Regions from separate parts of the Mus musculus genome. Here regions 1, 3, 4 and 5 are each linked to region 2. Evidence: chromatin contacts called from public HiChIP or PLAC-seq, Micro-C and promoter capture Hi-C data. All regions are on one chromosome and are shown on one strand. The core of a region is the stretch at or near the end of the contact, and the rest is flanking DNA. Distances in the headings are between cores, read along the strand shown. Region 1 holds the start of E130018N17Rik (RIKEN cDNA E130018N17 gene). Region 2 holds the start of Arfgef2 (ADP-ribosylation factor guanine nucleotide-exchange factor 2 (brefeldin A-inhibited)). Region 3 holds the start of Cdh22 (cadherin 22). Region 4 holds the start of Ctsa (cathepsin A). Region 5 holds the start of Zfp335os (zinc finger protein 335, opposite strand).

Region 1 (2,700 bases), core at 117-2,616, 1.3 Mb after region 2:
AAAGCCCCACTTCAGGAGTTTGGGCCCCTTGTCCAATCAAAGGAGAGAAAAGAAACCCAGCCTTAGGTCAGTGGAGCAGGGCTCTGGGGAACGGAGCCTGAGGAGCAGGCCAGAGCTTAAGCCGCACACAAGAGCATCCCACCTGAAGACTGTTCCAGTCCGTGTGAAGGGAGCTTTGAGCCAGGCCTGTGCCCCCTCAGGTCTGCAGGAGACCATAGCTGATGTCTGCAGCCAACCTGGGTCTGCCCTCAGCGCCATGTGCCCAGAGGCTCAGTAGCTCACTAATTTGTTGTTAACCACTGTTTGTTTCCTGCCAAGCCAAAACATCTTGTTCATGAGGTTTTACCTTGATGAATTTTCTCCATGAGAGGTACTTTCCAGTGAAGGAAGGATCCAGGACTCAGGGCAGAGGCTGTCCATGCAGCAGGCAGTCTGGCTATGGTGGCCTAGACTGGCTTTTCACCTTAATCCAGCAGGGCTAGAAGAGACCAGGAGGCCAGGTGGTCCCAGGAAAACTAGTCAGGGGCCCTGGTGGCAGAAGGGACACTTTGCCCACAGCAGAGCAGGCATGAGACGGAACTGCAGGGAGACGGGAACAGATTCTCCTGTTTGGGAAAAAGCTGGACGTCAGACATTTTTTTATTTTTGAAACAAGGTCTTGCTTTGCAGCCCTGGCTGGCCCAGAACTTGGCATGTAGACCAGGCTGCATGTTGGCCCCGCAGCAAGGCTTAGCCTGGGTATACTGGTACACTCCTGTAATCCCAGCATTTGGGAGGAAGAGGCAGGAAGATCAGAAGTTTCAGGTCAGCCTCAGATTAGCTAGAGATGACCTTTAACTCCTAATCCTCCTGCCCCTGGCTCTGCCCCTTCAGAGGCCTCTGAGATCAGATGCATAGAATGAGGGACATCTGTCCATCAGGTTGTACTAGCTCCAGCCCAGACTTCCCAGCTCTTAGCTTTGGCCCCTGATTCTGACGTCTTATAAAAACTCCAGAGACAGGTGACTCCACTTTACAAGGAAGGAGCTCTAGGCTCAAAGACCTCACAGTGTCCCTCTCCCTGCCTGTGTTCTGTCTGGGTGGACCATAGCCTCTGTCCTACCCATGGTGACACGTGGGCGAAAGGATCTGACCCCAGCTATGAAGTCCCAGAGGGACCCTGGGTAGGATCCCTCGGCTACCATCTACCCAGTTACATTTCCAGTACCTGCAGAGGGCACGTGCTCTTCCTCAAGGTTGTGCACCCAGTAGGTGCTCAATACATTCCAGAGATATCTGACCTTCCAGCTCTGTTTGGCTCTCTGTCTGACAGCAGAGAGCTGACAGAGAAGAAATGGCGGCTGTAGGGAATGCTGCCCTGCCCTGGCTGGCCTGTAGGGGTCGTCCTTGGGTGCTAGGCTTGGAGTCCCTCCCTTCCCCACCCCCAGCCAGCAGGAGAGAGGCTTAGCTGGGCCTCCTCCCCCAGCGGGGGGCCCCAGGAGGGCCATGGGGAGGAGCCTGCCTGGCTGGAGCTGGGAGGGCTCTTGCTGAAACACAAAGCAGCCAGGGGAGGTTCCAGGCGCCTGCTGGCAGCTCTGAACCGGCTTCTTTCTCTTCCTGCCTTCAGCAGTCCTGGTGGTAAAAACGCCGCATGACAGATGGCTAATACCGAAGCAAAGATGGAGGCCGAGTCCCACACCTCCCCAGCACCCAGCCTCCTACACAATCATGCTTTTGTGTGTGTGTGTGTGTGTGTGTGTACACGCTCATGCCAAGGCAGCAAGCATACCTGTAGTGGTCAGAGTACAAGAGGTCAAATTGTTTCTGGGTTTTTGTTTTGTTTTGTTTGTTTGTTTGGTTGGTTGGTTTTTTGGAGAATCTTGTGTAAGACCAACTGGGTTGGAACTCTTGTTTTGTAGACCAGGGTGGTCACTTGCCTCTTCTTGCCAAATTTTGGTATTAAAGGTAAGCACCACCCTGTCTGGCTTAGAGAGCAGTTTATGGGCATTGGATCTTTCCACCATGTGAGTCCCTAGGATGGTGGAACCATTTGTCAGGCTTAGCAGCAAGCACCTGTACTCACTGAGCCATCTCATTGGCCCTGACCTGTGTTTTCAGATGGTTGTGTTCATGTTAAAGCTTTGGGGAGAGTCAGTTGGATTCTCATTATGACCGTGAGACGTTTTTATTTGGTGGTGGTGGGGTGTTTGTGTAGGCATAATGAGAAGCACCCCAACTTATTTGGTGGGGACACACTCAAAATTTCCTTTTCGCAAATCTGTGTCGTCCTCTGATGTCTGGGGCTTGTATGGTGACATGATTAATGGAACCTGCCTCTACTCCTGGGATCCCAAGAGCATCCAACCCAGGAGTGACAACCTGGAAGCTGTCCAACACAGCCAGATGCCCCTTGAAGGCCCGATGTCTGTCCTGGGTTATCAGATGGAAGATGGCTGTGGATAGTGGCCCAAGGCCAAGGGGTCCACCCTGTCTCCTCTGAGCTATCTGTGGTAATTTCCAGAAGGAACCCTGAGCTTCAAGCTCAGTAGGTAACGGCCTTGCCTAAGGAGCCTGAGCACCTGAGCTCTGTCCCTTGACCCCGAATTTCAAAAGCAGGGTGTGCAACCAAGTATGACCTTGTACGAGGCAAGTAAAACAGGGGGTTCAGGAGCTTAAAGTCACCCTCAGTGACATAGCAATCTCAAGACCAGCCTGGCACAT
Region 2 (2,700 bases), core at 31-2,530:
GCCTCTGCCTCTGAGTGAAAAGGAAGGAGAAGGGCAGCCCAACCCTTGTGCTGGAAAGTTCAGGGTTGGGAGCAGGGGATGCCAGGTAGGGACTGAGGGATGCTGGGAGAACCTGGAGGCCAGGTCAGCTTTGGTATGTAAAATATGCAACTCAGTCCCTCATCCCAGAGAGGACATTGAGTTCAAGGTCAAGGACAGCCGGCGATACACATCAGGATTGTATCAAAACAACAACAACAAACAAAACAAACAAGTAAAACTCTAGCGACAGAAGGATTACTTCTTACAAACTGGCCCGCCAGGAGCTCTCTCTCCTGTGGCAGCAGGACTGTGTCCAGGGCTGGTGTGGTTTGCTGTCAGAGATACAAATCTGGAAGAGATAGACACCGTGAATATACCTTCCAGCCTACCCTTCTTTCCCCTCCCCTCCTCTCTCTTCTCTCTTCCCTTCTGGCTTCATCCTCAGTCCTGGTTCTTAACTTCCCTGAGCCTCCTTTCCATCCCTGATTTCTCTGCCCTTCCTGGATCCGGCATCTGACCTTCCCTACTCTCTGTCACCTCTCTCATTCCATTCACTTCCTTTTGCCCATCTCTCTTCTCTCGACTATTATTACTCTCACTAATTCTTTTTTTTAAAGATTTATTTATTTATTTATTTATTTATTTATTTATTATGTGTACACTGTAGCTGTCTTCAGACACTCCAGAAGAAGGCATCAGATTTCATTACGGGTGGTTGTGAGCCACCATGTGGTTGCTGGGATTTGAACTCAGGACCTTTGGAAGAGCAGTCGGTGCTCTTAAACACTGAGCTATCTCACCAGCCCTCACTAATTCTTTTTACGATTTTTTTCTTTCCCCTTTACTCCCTCTTTCGCTTTTCTCAGCATATCTAGCGCATGCTCTTAGTCTCTTCCTACCTCCGATCACTTGCATCTTTCCTTCAGGGCTGCCCATGTCTATAGGCTTTGACCTGCATTTTCTTCCCCTTCATAGTCATTGACCATCACTCCCCTACCTGGCCCGGTTATACTACTTAGACACGCCCGGACCAGCACCACTCGCGTAGGCCCCGCCCCAACCGAACAGACCACGCCCCACCACAGGTCTACTGCCCCGCCCACCCGCCCCACCCACAGAACTCCACCCCACTCTGGCTCCGCCTCCCGGCCGGCCCCCCACCCTTGGGGTCACAGGGTCGACCGACGCTCAGCAGACGCAGCGACACCGCCAGTCACGTGGTCACGTGACGCGCTGCAACTTGGCGGCGCCGTGGGGCCGGGGCGTCTCTTCCTGACAGGGCGGCGCGCACGGACGCGGCCGGTGCCGGCCGGGTCGCCGGGCCCTCAGCCTCGCTCTCCTGCTCGCTCGCACCGCCGGCTCGCGGGGTCGCCGGCCCCCGCAGGCCGGGGCCATGCAGGAAAGCCAGACCAAGAGCATGTTCGTGTCCCGGGCCCTGGAGAAGATCCTAGCTGACAAGGAGGTGAAGCGGCCCCAGCACTCCCAGCTGCGTAGGGCCTGCCAGGTGGCGCTCGGTGAGTGAGCCACCCCGGCCTGGCCCGCGCCGGCTTCCCCACGCCGGCCGTTACCCTCCGGGCCTGCTGCCCTCCACTCCTCCCAGCCCGAATCCCACCCTCCCGTCCTCTTCCGCTCGCTGTCCCCGTGGGAGCTGGTGTTGGGGCGGCCGAGACTGGCCCAAGGTCACCTAGCAAGTTGGTGACAGCCACGGCTGGTTTTCCAGCTTCCCTGCCTGGGGCCCTTGCCACGACTCCTTGTCCCGTTTCCTGGTTCCTCCCCTCACCATCTCCAAGTCCTCTGAAGCAGTAGCTCTCGATCTTAAGTTTTTCCTTCAGCGCCACTATGCTGGTTGGGGGCTCTCCCACGGGAGCGATCAGAGCAGGTCAGAGAGCTGCCCGGTTGGTGCCGAGGAACCCCGGAGGCTTGTTTGGGAAATGTCTCACTGGAGAACATTGGGGTTCCCAGGGCGCTTCGCCTGGAAGGGATGTAAGATGATCTATATTTCAGGCATTGGACAGCGTGTACGACTTCTACTCATTTTAGGGCGGGTCCCTAAAATAAAGGTTCTGTAGAGCAAAGATACTTGTCTGATTGCTTCAATGCGGTGTCCTGTGCATTTATGACAGTGCTTCGCACACAGTAGTTGCTCAGTAAATATTTGCTGGTTGAATGGATCCATGGATTGTGGAAAGACAGAAGTCTCTAGCTCCTAACTAGGTAAAAGCTCGGTAGTTGACACCAACATCAGTCTCCTATCTTTAGTTACTTCTCGAGAGCCTGTGTAGCAGGTACTGAGGAGATGTCTATGAAGGAGAAATGGAATCCTTTGTCCCTGTGGATCTTCTTAGGTTCTGATAGAGCAGACAAAACAGTACTAATAAGTACTGCTGTCAGAAAAAAGACTTAAGTGATACAGAGGACCTGAGGTCTGCTTTAGGTTGGATGGTCAGGAAAGTAGTCTTGTCTGAAAGTGTGACATTTGAGCCCAGGTCTGAAAGGTAAGAAATGTCGACTGTGTGGAGGTTCAAGAGGAAAAAAGTTGTGGACGGAGAGCGTCAGGACATTTGACCAGAGCTGTCTCCCTGTGAATTCATCGCCCTGTGCAATCCATGGGATTTGGTTAAAAGGCCTGTTGTCCTAAAAGGTTGAGTAAACAGAAGGGCTGAGTTTCTGTTAGTCACT
Region 3 (2,700 bases), core at 96-2,595, 1.6 Mb before region 2:
CTCCTGCTGGTTCTGGGACCCAGGGAGCTCATCAGATGGAACGCACACCCTCCGACCAACGCCGCCGCCGACTAGGAAGGGTAGGAGAGAAAGCAGGGGGCTCCTAGCAGCGCGAGCCGGACAAGCCTTCAACCGGCCGGGCCCCGCAGGCTTCAGCCGTCGCTGCTGTGCCCGCCAGCAGGGGGTGCCTCTGCGGCTTGGGGAGACCTCGGGGGACTCCAGCCTCTCTCTGCGCTCCGCCCGCTGCACCCTACAGGGTCGTCTCCAGCAGCACCCAAGCTGGGGCAGGGACCCGACCAGGCCACAGCGGAAGTGGCGAAGTCAGGTCCCGAGCCAAGGGAGACGTGGTTAGGGATAGTGTCTATCGAGGGTCCCGCAGCCTGTACGCCCTCACAGTCGCAAGGTCCACGCCTCCCGGTTCCGCACCCCGGCCTCCGGAGGGTCAGTCCCGAGTGGCGCGTGCTTTGGACGTGAGCCTGTGAAGCCCGGTCCTTCTCCGTGGTGGGGACAGAGTCCCCGGAGTCGTGTGCGGATGAAGAGGGTAGAGCTACCTCTCAATCTCCACCGGCCATCCGACGGCCGAAGGGAGCAGGGGGTCACGTCGGCAGGGCCACAAGGGTCCTCATAGCCTGTCCAGCTCACCCCACCCAGGGGTGGCCGCAGCCGCGCGTGTCGCCGCGGCTCGACCCGCACACGCACCCGCGCGGCGCACACGCTCCCGCCGCGCCGATCGCCGGGCCTCCGGGAGGGGCTGCGAGCCGAGCCGGGGCGGCGCGGGGTGGGCGGCGGGAATGCCGGGGTCCCGGCCCGTACAGAGGCTGGATTCTCCATCTCCCCACCCCTCCCCGCACTCCGGCCCTACACCCCTGGCGCAGACACCCCCTTCCTCCCCGGCCTCGGGGGCATCCTGGAGCTCAGGACACAGGGACCGCGACTCCCGGGCCGGGAGGTGGCCGGGCTGGGCTCCGCGCCGGGGAAAGTTTGGACGTGGGAAAGTCCCTGTCTCCCCGCCGGGGAGGGGGCGCGGGATGGGCGCGCTTCAGCTGTTGCCCCGGAGCCCGCGCCGCGCCGCGCCCGCCTCTCCCCGGCCCGTGCACCCTCCCGGCCCGCAGCCTTCCCCAGCGGCGATCGGTTGTCCTCCCGCGGGTGCCGCGCGCTCTTACCTTGGGGAGCGGCCGGACTGCACCCTGGTCCGCGCCTTGGGACGCCAGCAAGCGGCAGGATCACAGCCAGGTCCGGCTCTGGCGTCCGCTCGGAGGAGCCGAGGGAGAGCGGGAGCGAGAGGGGGAGCCGCGGCGGCGAGTGCGCGCGTGTGTGGAGGAGCGAGAGAGCGAGGGAGTGTGCGTGTCTGACTAGGGGGGAAGTGTGCAAGGGACGGATCCCTTCCTTCCTCCCGCAGCCTCTGGTGGAGACTCGGAGAATGCAGCGCCCGCCGGGCAGGAGCGCCGAGCAGCGCCGAGCCGCAGGCGGCCGCCGGGCCGGACCCCGCAGCCAGCCGGGGAGCCCGGCCCCCGCCCCGACCGCACCCCTCCCTCGCCTGCGGGGCCCGGAGGCTCCGTCTCCCCCGTCGCCGGCAGCGGGAAAGCCCCCGGGGGAGTGCTCCTTCTCCTCCTCCCAGCCCAGATCCGCGCGAAGGGAGCGCCCCCAGGAGGGGAGCGGGCTCCCTCCTTGCCTGGCGGTTCAGCTGCCCCGAGGCACCCGTGGCAGACTAGACCCTGTCCCCACCACTCCCCTGGCCAGACTTCGCTGCATCTAGCCCCCCTTCCCCCACACACTATGAAAGCCCGGCTTCAAAAGAAGGGGGTGCAAGCGAAGGTAGAGGCGGGCTTCTCAAGTGGCCACCCCTGGCTGGCTGCCCAGAAAGGCCCTTTGCACAGACCGAGGCTTCAGAGACAATCACTGAACATTGAGGTGGACAGAGCCCCTGCCCCGGGGCTGGGAGTCTGCTGGCAGGTGGAAGGTCAGTTGTCCTGGGAAGAGAGCCACGCTGGTCATTCCTCTTTAGGAGCGAGCTCTGGAAGTCCTGTGCCTCCAGCCAGAATAAAAGAGTAGGCAAACAAGACAGTCCAGCCTAAACTTCGTGCCCTCTAGCATGAGGCTAATAAAATCCACCCCCACCCCCCACTGTCCAGAAACGCTTGCAAAGCCAGATTTTCCGTTCTTGCTCAAATTCAGCTAGCCCAATGCCCGATGTCTTTTCTGCCTAGACTGTTTCCTTTTTCTTAGCTGCATGGGTGCCAGCCAGGTGACTGAAGTGACCGTGCAGCTGTATGTCTTTGCCATCTGCCCCTAACCAAGCATCCTGGCCTGCAAAACAGACGCTGAGTTAAAGAGGTGACAACGCCCTCCCTCCGAGACCCTGATTCCTGATGGTCCCTAGGGACCCATACTCCAGCTCGCCCTGGCCTGCTCACCACCGGGAGCTCTAATTTCCACTCTCCCACTCCTCCCTAGTGACTGGTGTCTCCTCTGGGTGGTTGCATTTCTAGTCCTTCCAGCTGAACTCCATCACTCTTATTTATTTTGAGATTTATTCTCCACCTCGACAGCCGGTTCCCTCCCTTAAGTCCTTCTTCTCTCGGTTCATTCCCTTCATTGATCTCCCAAGCGTTGCTTTTGTGCAGTCTCCTGGTCTTTTTCCTCCCCAACCTCTCTATTCTTAGCCTCTACTCTTTCATGCTTTCAGAGACCAGAGGCTGG
Region 4 (2,700 bases), core at 47-2,546, 2.0 Mb before region 2:
ACCAAAAGGAACCTGCAGGGTGTCTCAGTCAACTAGGGGAGATGAATATACCAGGCGGGCCCACAGCCAAGGTGTGATGTGCGTAAAATCACAAGCTGGTGCCCAAGGCAGACCGTGCATCTTCAAAACTAGTTGCAAGGCCTTATTAGCTGGCTGTGGGGTCCTAGCAGGTGTCCGTCCCTACACTGAACCAGAAGGTCACTCCAGGGGTGGGATACCTACAGCCATACTCCAGCTGGACCAGACGCACGCTCTTGGTGGAAGCAAACACATCTACCACAGCGTAGAGGGGCTGAGCAGCTGGCAGCCCCCGGGCGCTAGGGCCCATGTCCTCCCCGTTGATGATGATGTGCATGTCGGCGGTCCCATCCTCACGGGGGCAGAAGAGAACACCCAAGCGGCTTCGGCGCGCTGTAGGAGGCAGCACGTTTTGTTCATAGAGCTGATCTAAGAGGTGGCTATAAAGCCCTGGCCGGCTGCGGCCCACCAGACGGTCCCGGGGAATTCGGAACTGCTCGATGCGCAGATAGGGTTCAACCAGTAGGGCTTGGGGACCACTGGGGACCGCTGCCTCCGCTTCTGGTTGACCTTCCCGGGGCACACGGTTGTGGTGGCGTGTGATAGCGAAGACCCAACTGTGGCCAAGGCTGACCAAGTCAGGCAGTGAAAACTCGGGTACAGCGGCCAGACTGGCGGGATCCAGAGCGGTCAGGCCAAGACGTAAGTGCCCGCACCAGCCCAGCTCTTTTTCCTCAATTTCCACTAGAAATACCTGGCCGGGGGCCAGGGGCTCACGACTGAAGCACACACCGTGGGCGAAACTCTCCACGCGTGTGGCTCGCGTTCCTGAGGGGTCCATGCGGATGTTGGCTCCATGCACTTGGTGGAAGCGGGTGGGAGGGGGCTCTGGGCGCGCAGGGCTCCGTGGGCCACCCAGTCCTACGTGTTCGGAGGGAGCAGCCATCTCCAAGCCGTGCAACAGGGCAGCTCATGCCAAGGGCTATTTTGGGCAGCGGGCTCAGATTGTGACCGCGGGGGCGGGGTGGATGAACCATGTAAGGCATTTCCCCCTTCTCTAACTTCCCCCAGCTCTGCCTGGGGGTCCTAGCGCCGCTTTCTCGCTTGTCACCAGTAAGGGGTCCCCAGGAGCCTGGGGAACCCTTCTGTCAACACCAAGATCACCTGATCTCTGGCACCCTGACTAATAACCTTCAGGGCCACGCACTTTGACCACTCCCGACCCTCAGGCCCACAGATTAAAAAAGTGAACAATGAGCAAACTGTCACGTGATGCAGATGCTCACGTGACCAGAGCTACACATGACTTCCAGTCCAAAGGCGCCTCCTGGAGAGCAAGGACGCAAGGAAGCAGAGGTACGGAGATGCCCAAACTGGTGGGCAGCGAAGGTGGCTCTGTGGCCCGGAGTTGGATCCGAGCGGGGGCTTCTCCCGGAGATGTGCGCCATCGTCTCCCCAGGAACTGCTGCACCGAAGCGCAAGGGATCTGGGGGGACTGGTAAACAAACATCCTCCACCGATGCTTCCTCCTGCAGATGCCCGGAACCGCGCTGTCTCCACTGCTCTTGTTGCTGCTCCTGTCCTGGGCGTCCCGGAACGAAGCAGCTCCGGACCAGGATGAAATCGATTGTCTCCCCGGCCTGGCCAAGCAGCCCTCTTTCCGGCAATACTCCGGCTACCTCAGAGCATCGGACTCCAAGCACTTCCACTACTGGTGCTTGGCTTGGCCCTAAAGTTCCTAGGAGGGCATGATAACTGGACGAGCGAATTCTAACGACCCCAGGCAGGACCTGGACTCACACCAATCCTTTCCTATCCTTCCCAGGTTTGTGGAGTCGCAGAACGACCCAAAGAACAGCCCCGTGGTGCTTTGGCTTAACGGGGGTCCCGGCTGCAGCTCGCTCGATGGGCTGCTTACAGAGCACGGCCCCTTTCTGGTGAGTTGACCACTATCCCCCTCCCCCATGAGAGAGGGCAGGAGACTAGTTAGAGACAGCTCAAGGAAAAGGCAGGAAGGGGAAGGGGAGAAGGAACCTGTGGCCTAAGTTTGCTTTCCTTAACAATTCTGTTTTATGTGGTGGCCCTTGCCCTAACTTTCCGTACCTCTCATGGAGTGTGAGAATACGGAAACGCACTGTGGCTCTTTCTCTCCACCCAGCTGCTAACCGGCACCCTCACAGGCCTCTCTGTCTTTCCTCCCCAGATCCAGCCAGATGGTGTCACCCTGGAGTACAACCCCTATGCTTGGAACCTGGTACTCCTGGAGCTGTGGGTCTCTTAGGGATGTCTGGGTACTTGAAGGGTTGGGGACCCCCTCTTCTGCTCATTCCCTCCTCCCCCTAGATTGCCAACGTGCTGTATATCGAGTCCCCAGCTGGGGTGGGCTTCTCCTACTCGGATGACAAGATGTACGTGACCAATGACACAGAGGTGAGTCTGTTGCCTGACCACCTGCCCCATTCCCCGTTTCCCCAGAGATGGCTTGATTAGGAGGAGAGCATGGCCTCAGAGTCCACTTTGAGCCCTGTCATGTGCTCTGGTAAACTCAACCAGTCCACTTCCTCTTATACAAAATAAAATGGGTTGAACTCATTATCTCTGAAGCGCTTTCTAACTTAAACGTCCTCGGGTCTCCTGACTCTTCCATCTTGGCATCCTCAGGTGGCGGAGAACAATTATGAA
Region 5 (2,856 bases), core at 92-2,591, 1.9 Mb before region 2:
TTCATATCTCCATCAAGTGGAGTCCAGATACAATCCCCATCTCGCAAAATTACTTATGAAGCTACCAGAGATGACTATGTTTCTAATTTTCACTTAACAGAGAAGATGAGGGCTAGAACCTGGGTAACCTGCTCAAATCACAAAGTAATGGGTCAGGAAAACATGGCTCAGTTTCCCCTTACAGCCTAGCACCCATAGAACCCGGCCCTCCCGTTCCATTTGACAGATGGGAAGACTAAGATAACTGAGATGGATCAACATTTGAACCGGGCTCATGGAGCCTGAGGGCTCTGGGTAAGACCATGGATAATTCTGGCTCTGTCGATAGCAAGCACGCTCTGCCTCAGTTTCCCTTTCTGAAGATTCTGGAAACAAGTGGTTTAAGTATGTCTCTTAGCCATGGGACTTGTCAAAACCGACCACAGCAGTTTGGCATGGCATGGCTTGGCGTCTGCCTCAAAAACAGTTATTTTCTACAAGTAGGCTTTGCTGACGGTCCCCCTGCCCACACCATCCACACTGATCCATACCACAGAGTGGTTGCCACCGTCCGAGCTCTGCCCGACGCCAGAGTCGTCAGCCTCCGTTAATCCTGGGACGGTCGCAGCGTCGCTGCTGTCCGCGGACACAGCTTCCGAGGTGCACACACCCAGGCCGCTCTCAGAAGGCTCCTCAGGCTGGCCGGGCCGAGGGGCCGCGTCGCTACTGCTCTCCACCTCGTTCTCCTCCATTGGTTCTGGGGACCGACTGACAGCGAAGCGCGGGGTTTGAGGCTTTCACTCTGCTGGGCGATACGACCATGGTTGCAACAAGTGGTCCACCTTTCGGGCCCGGCCAAGCAGAACCCACCCAGATGCACCGGTGTGCCCATTCTGCAGATGCAAAGACTGAGCATCGGACTAGATGGGACGGGGTTTCCTGGAAAGGGAACCTTCCAGAAAAGAATAGGGACGCCTGGCCTCTCAGGCTAGGACCCTTTGGGAAGAAGGGTGGTCCCGGTGGGTGATCACGGCTCCTTGCTCCTCCCAGAGGCATGAATCGACCCTGGGCGGACACAGCGGCCCGGCGCTCCGGCCCCCGTGTCCCCTCGGATGAGGAGCCGGTGGTACAGCCCGCAGGCCCCCGGGGTCAGTGGTTCACTCCCCCTCCCCGGACTCCCCTGCGGAGGGGGCTGACAGCGACGGTCGCGGGGCCTGGTGTCTCGGGGCTGTCCCCGGCGCTGCCTGAGCTCCAGGCCCGGCGCCATCTTGTGGCGGCGCTGGGTTTCCGCTCAGGCAAATGCGAGAGCGGCTAAAGGGCCTGGGACCCCGGGGCCCTGTTCGGACAGCCCCGCCGGCCCGGGAGTCCGCCACCCGGCAGCCTCGCGGCAGGGCCCCGGTGCACGGCAGTGTGCGGAGGGGCAGCCCGCCTCCGGCTGCCGCTAACCTGAGCCTCTGGCTGCTGTGTCGCTCTCCGACTCCGGCATCGACGAGGTCGCCATCCTCTCACCCCCGTCGCGGAGGAACCCATCGGCCGCCCTCGAACCGGAACTACTTCCGCCGCCGTCCCCCCGGGAGAGAGAGATCTGCGGGGTTTCAGAAGGCCTCTCGGAGGACTCAGAGCCGTCGTCGGGTCCAGGAGGACTCTAGAAGTCACATGCTGCCCGGTGTTAGGGCTGAGGTCAGCTGGGTACGGGGACTACTTTTTCGTGTGGCGGAGGGCTACACGGGAAGTGGCATGACGTCACGCAGGTCCCAGCCCGGACTCGCCGGACAAGGCGCGGCGGAGGCGCCCGGCTCTCGTGGGTGTGGCCCCCAGCGTCTAGCCACACCTCCAGGGGTCGCTTAGAGAACCGTCGCGACCTGGGATGGTTTAGAGGTGTCCAGAGGGGAGGGAACGTCAGTCATTTTCCTGGTTTTTCACCTGTAGCTTAAAGCTCCACTCGAGCCAGATCGGGTTCTCCCGGGTTGGGCTTGCTGTGCCGTAGTACAGATGGCAAAACCGAGGTTTGAGGACAGGAAAGGCTGGTCAGGAATCACAACTAAGGCGACTTGGGGGATCGGGTAATGGCAGAGGTCAGGGATGTTTGAAGAAGAGTTAATGCTTAGGCCACGGTGCACTTCGCAGCTGTATTTCTTACTAGGACTGGAGGGCCAGACACCCAGCTGTCCTCTGATCAGTGTAGGTGTGTTTAGAAGTTGGGGAATTAGCTCAGTGGCAAACACGAGGCCCTGCGTCCTATTCCTAGCATACACACGCGCTCATAGACGCGCATGCACGCACGCAGGCAGTGTTAGGTATTTTTAGAAGTCTACAGTCCTTGGGCCCAGTGTGGTGGTGGCTCATGCTTTTAATCTAGCACTCCGGAGAGGCAGGCTAACCTCACTTGACTTACATAGACCAGCTGGAGCTATGTAGTAAGTTTTTCCCAGAAACCACATGGTAAAAGGAGAGAACCGTCTCTTCCAGGCTGTCCACCCACCTCCACGCGCTCTTAGTGTCATGTGTGCACTTACAGACATAACAATAAATACATGCTTAAAGCCGGGCCCTGGTGCTGCACGCCTTTGAGTCCTAACACTTGGGAGGCAGAGGCAGGCGGATTTCTGTGAGTTTGAGGCCAGTCTGCTCTACATAGTTCCGGAACAGCCAGGTCTACATAGCGAGACCATATCTCAAAACAGAAAAGAGAAGAGAAGAAGAAAAGAAAAAAAAAAGAGAGAAAGAAAAGGAAATGGAAAGAGCCAGGGAGTGGTGGCACACACCTTTAAACCCAGAAATGGAAAGGCAGAAACGGGTGGATCTCTGTGAGTTCAAAGCCAGCCTGGTCTACAGAGTTAGTTTCAGGACACAAAAACCGTGTACTAAAAAAAAAAA

The links. Promoter capture Hi-C pulls out the DNA fragments that hold promoters and counts their contacts. Hi-C and Micro-C count contacts between places; a contact is called where the count stands out from the background. HiChIP or PLAC-seq counts read pairs in DNA pulled down with a chosen protein or histone mark.
Region 1: a contact with region 2 is called in a promoter capture Hi-C map of liver, with 3 times the contacts expected there. The contact joins the promoter of E130018N17Rik here to the promoter of Arfgef2 in region 2. A contact is called at or near these places in 1 of 39 promoter capture datasets (liver) and 1 of 115 datasets of contacts at active chromatin or transcription factors (stem cell-derived neural progenitor cells).
Region 3: a Micro-C map of embryonic stem cells shows a contact between it and region 2, with 9 times the contacts expected there. The contact joins the promoter of Cdh22 here to the promoter of Arfgef2 in region 2. A contact is called at or near these places in 1 of 39 promoter capture datasets (the 3T3-L1 cell line) and 1 of 484 Hi-C or Micro-C datasets (embryonic stem cells).
Region 4: an HNF4G HiChIP or PLAC-seq map of pancreatic cancer cells shows a contact between it and region 2. The contact joins the promoter of Ctsa here to the promoter of Arfgef2 in region 2. A contact is called at or near these places in 1 of 39 promoter capture datasets (liver) and 1 of 115 datasets of contacts at active chromatin or transcription factors (pancreatic cancer cells).
Region 5: a contact with region 2 is called in a promoter capture Hi-C map of pre-B cells, with 4 times the contacts expected there. The contact joins the promoter of Zfp335os here to the promoter of Arfgef2 in region 2. A contact is called at or near these places in 4 of 39 promoter capture datasets (the 3T3-L1 cell line, liver and pre-B cells) and 1 of 484 Hi-C or Micro-C datasets (B cells).

The regions. Positions count from the first base shown.
Region 1 is chr2:168,153,147-168,155,846 of GRCm38.p6, forward strand. E130018N17Rik (RIKEN cDNA E130018N17 gene) reads right to left here and starts at 1,367. Exons shown (of 2, transcript NR_040327.1): 1 at 1,208-1,367; 2 at 1-605.
Region 2 is chr2:166,804,301-166,807,000 of GRCm38.p6, forward strand. It overlaps Arfgef2 (ADP-ribosylation factor guanine nucleotide-exchange factor 2 (brefeldin A-inhibited)), which reads left to right and starts at 1,281. Exons shown (of 39, transcript NM_001085495.2): 1 at 1,281-1,535. The coding sequence starts at 1,415.
Region 3 is chr2:165,233,392-165,236,091 of GRCm38.p6, forward strand. Cdh22 (cadherin 22) reads right to left here and starts at 1,346. Exons shown (of 12, transcript NM_174988.3): 1 at 1,164-1,346.
Region 4 is chr2:164,832,477-164,835,176 of GRCm38.p6, forward strand. Ctsa (cathepsin A) reads left to right here and starts at 1,297. Exons shown (of 15, transcript NM_008906.4): 1 at 1,297-1,374; 2 at 1,554-1,732; 3 at 1,844-1,955; 4 at 2,222-2,272; 5 at 2,362-2,448; 6 at 2,680-2,700. The coding sequence starts at 1,321. It overlaps Neurl2 (neuralized E3 ubiquitin protein ligase 2), which reads right to left and starts at 1,120. Exons shown (of 2, transcript NM_001082974.2): 1 at 223-1,120. The coding sequence starts at 964.
Region 5 is chr2:164,910,092-164,912,947 of GRCm38.p6, forward strand. It overlaps Zfp335os (zinc finger protein 335, opposite strand), which reads left to right and starts at 1,342. Exons shown (of 2, transcript NR_166490.1): 1 at 1,342-1,659. It overlaps Zfp335 (zinc finger protein 335), which reads right to left and starts at 1,659. Exons shown (of 28, transcript NM_199027.2): 1 at 1,426-1,659; 2 at 531-781. The coding sequence starts at 731.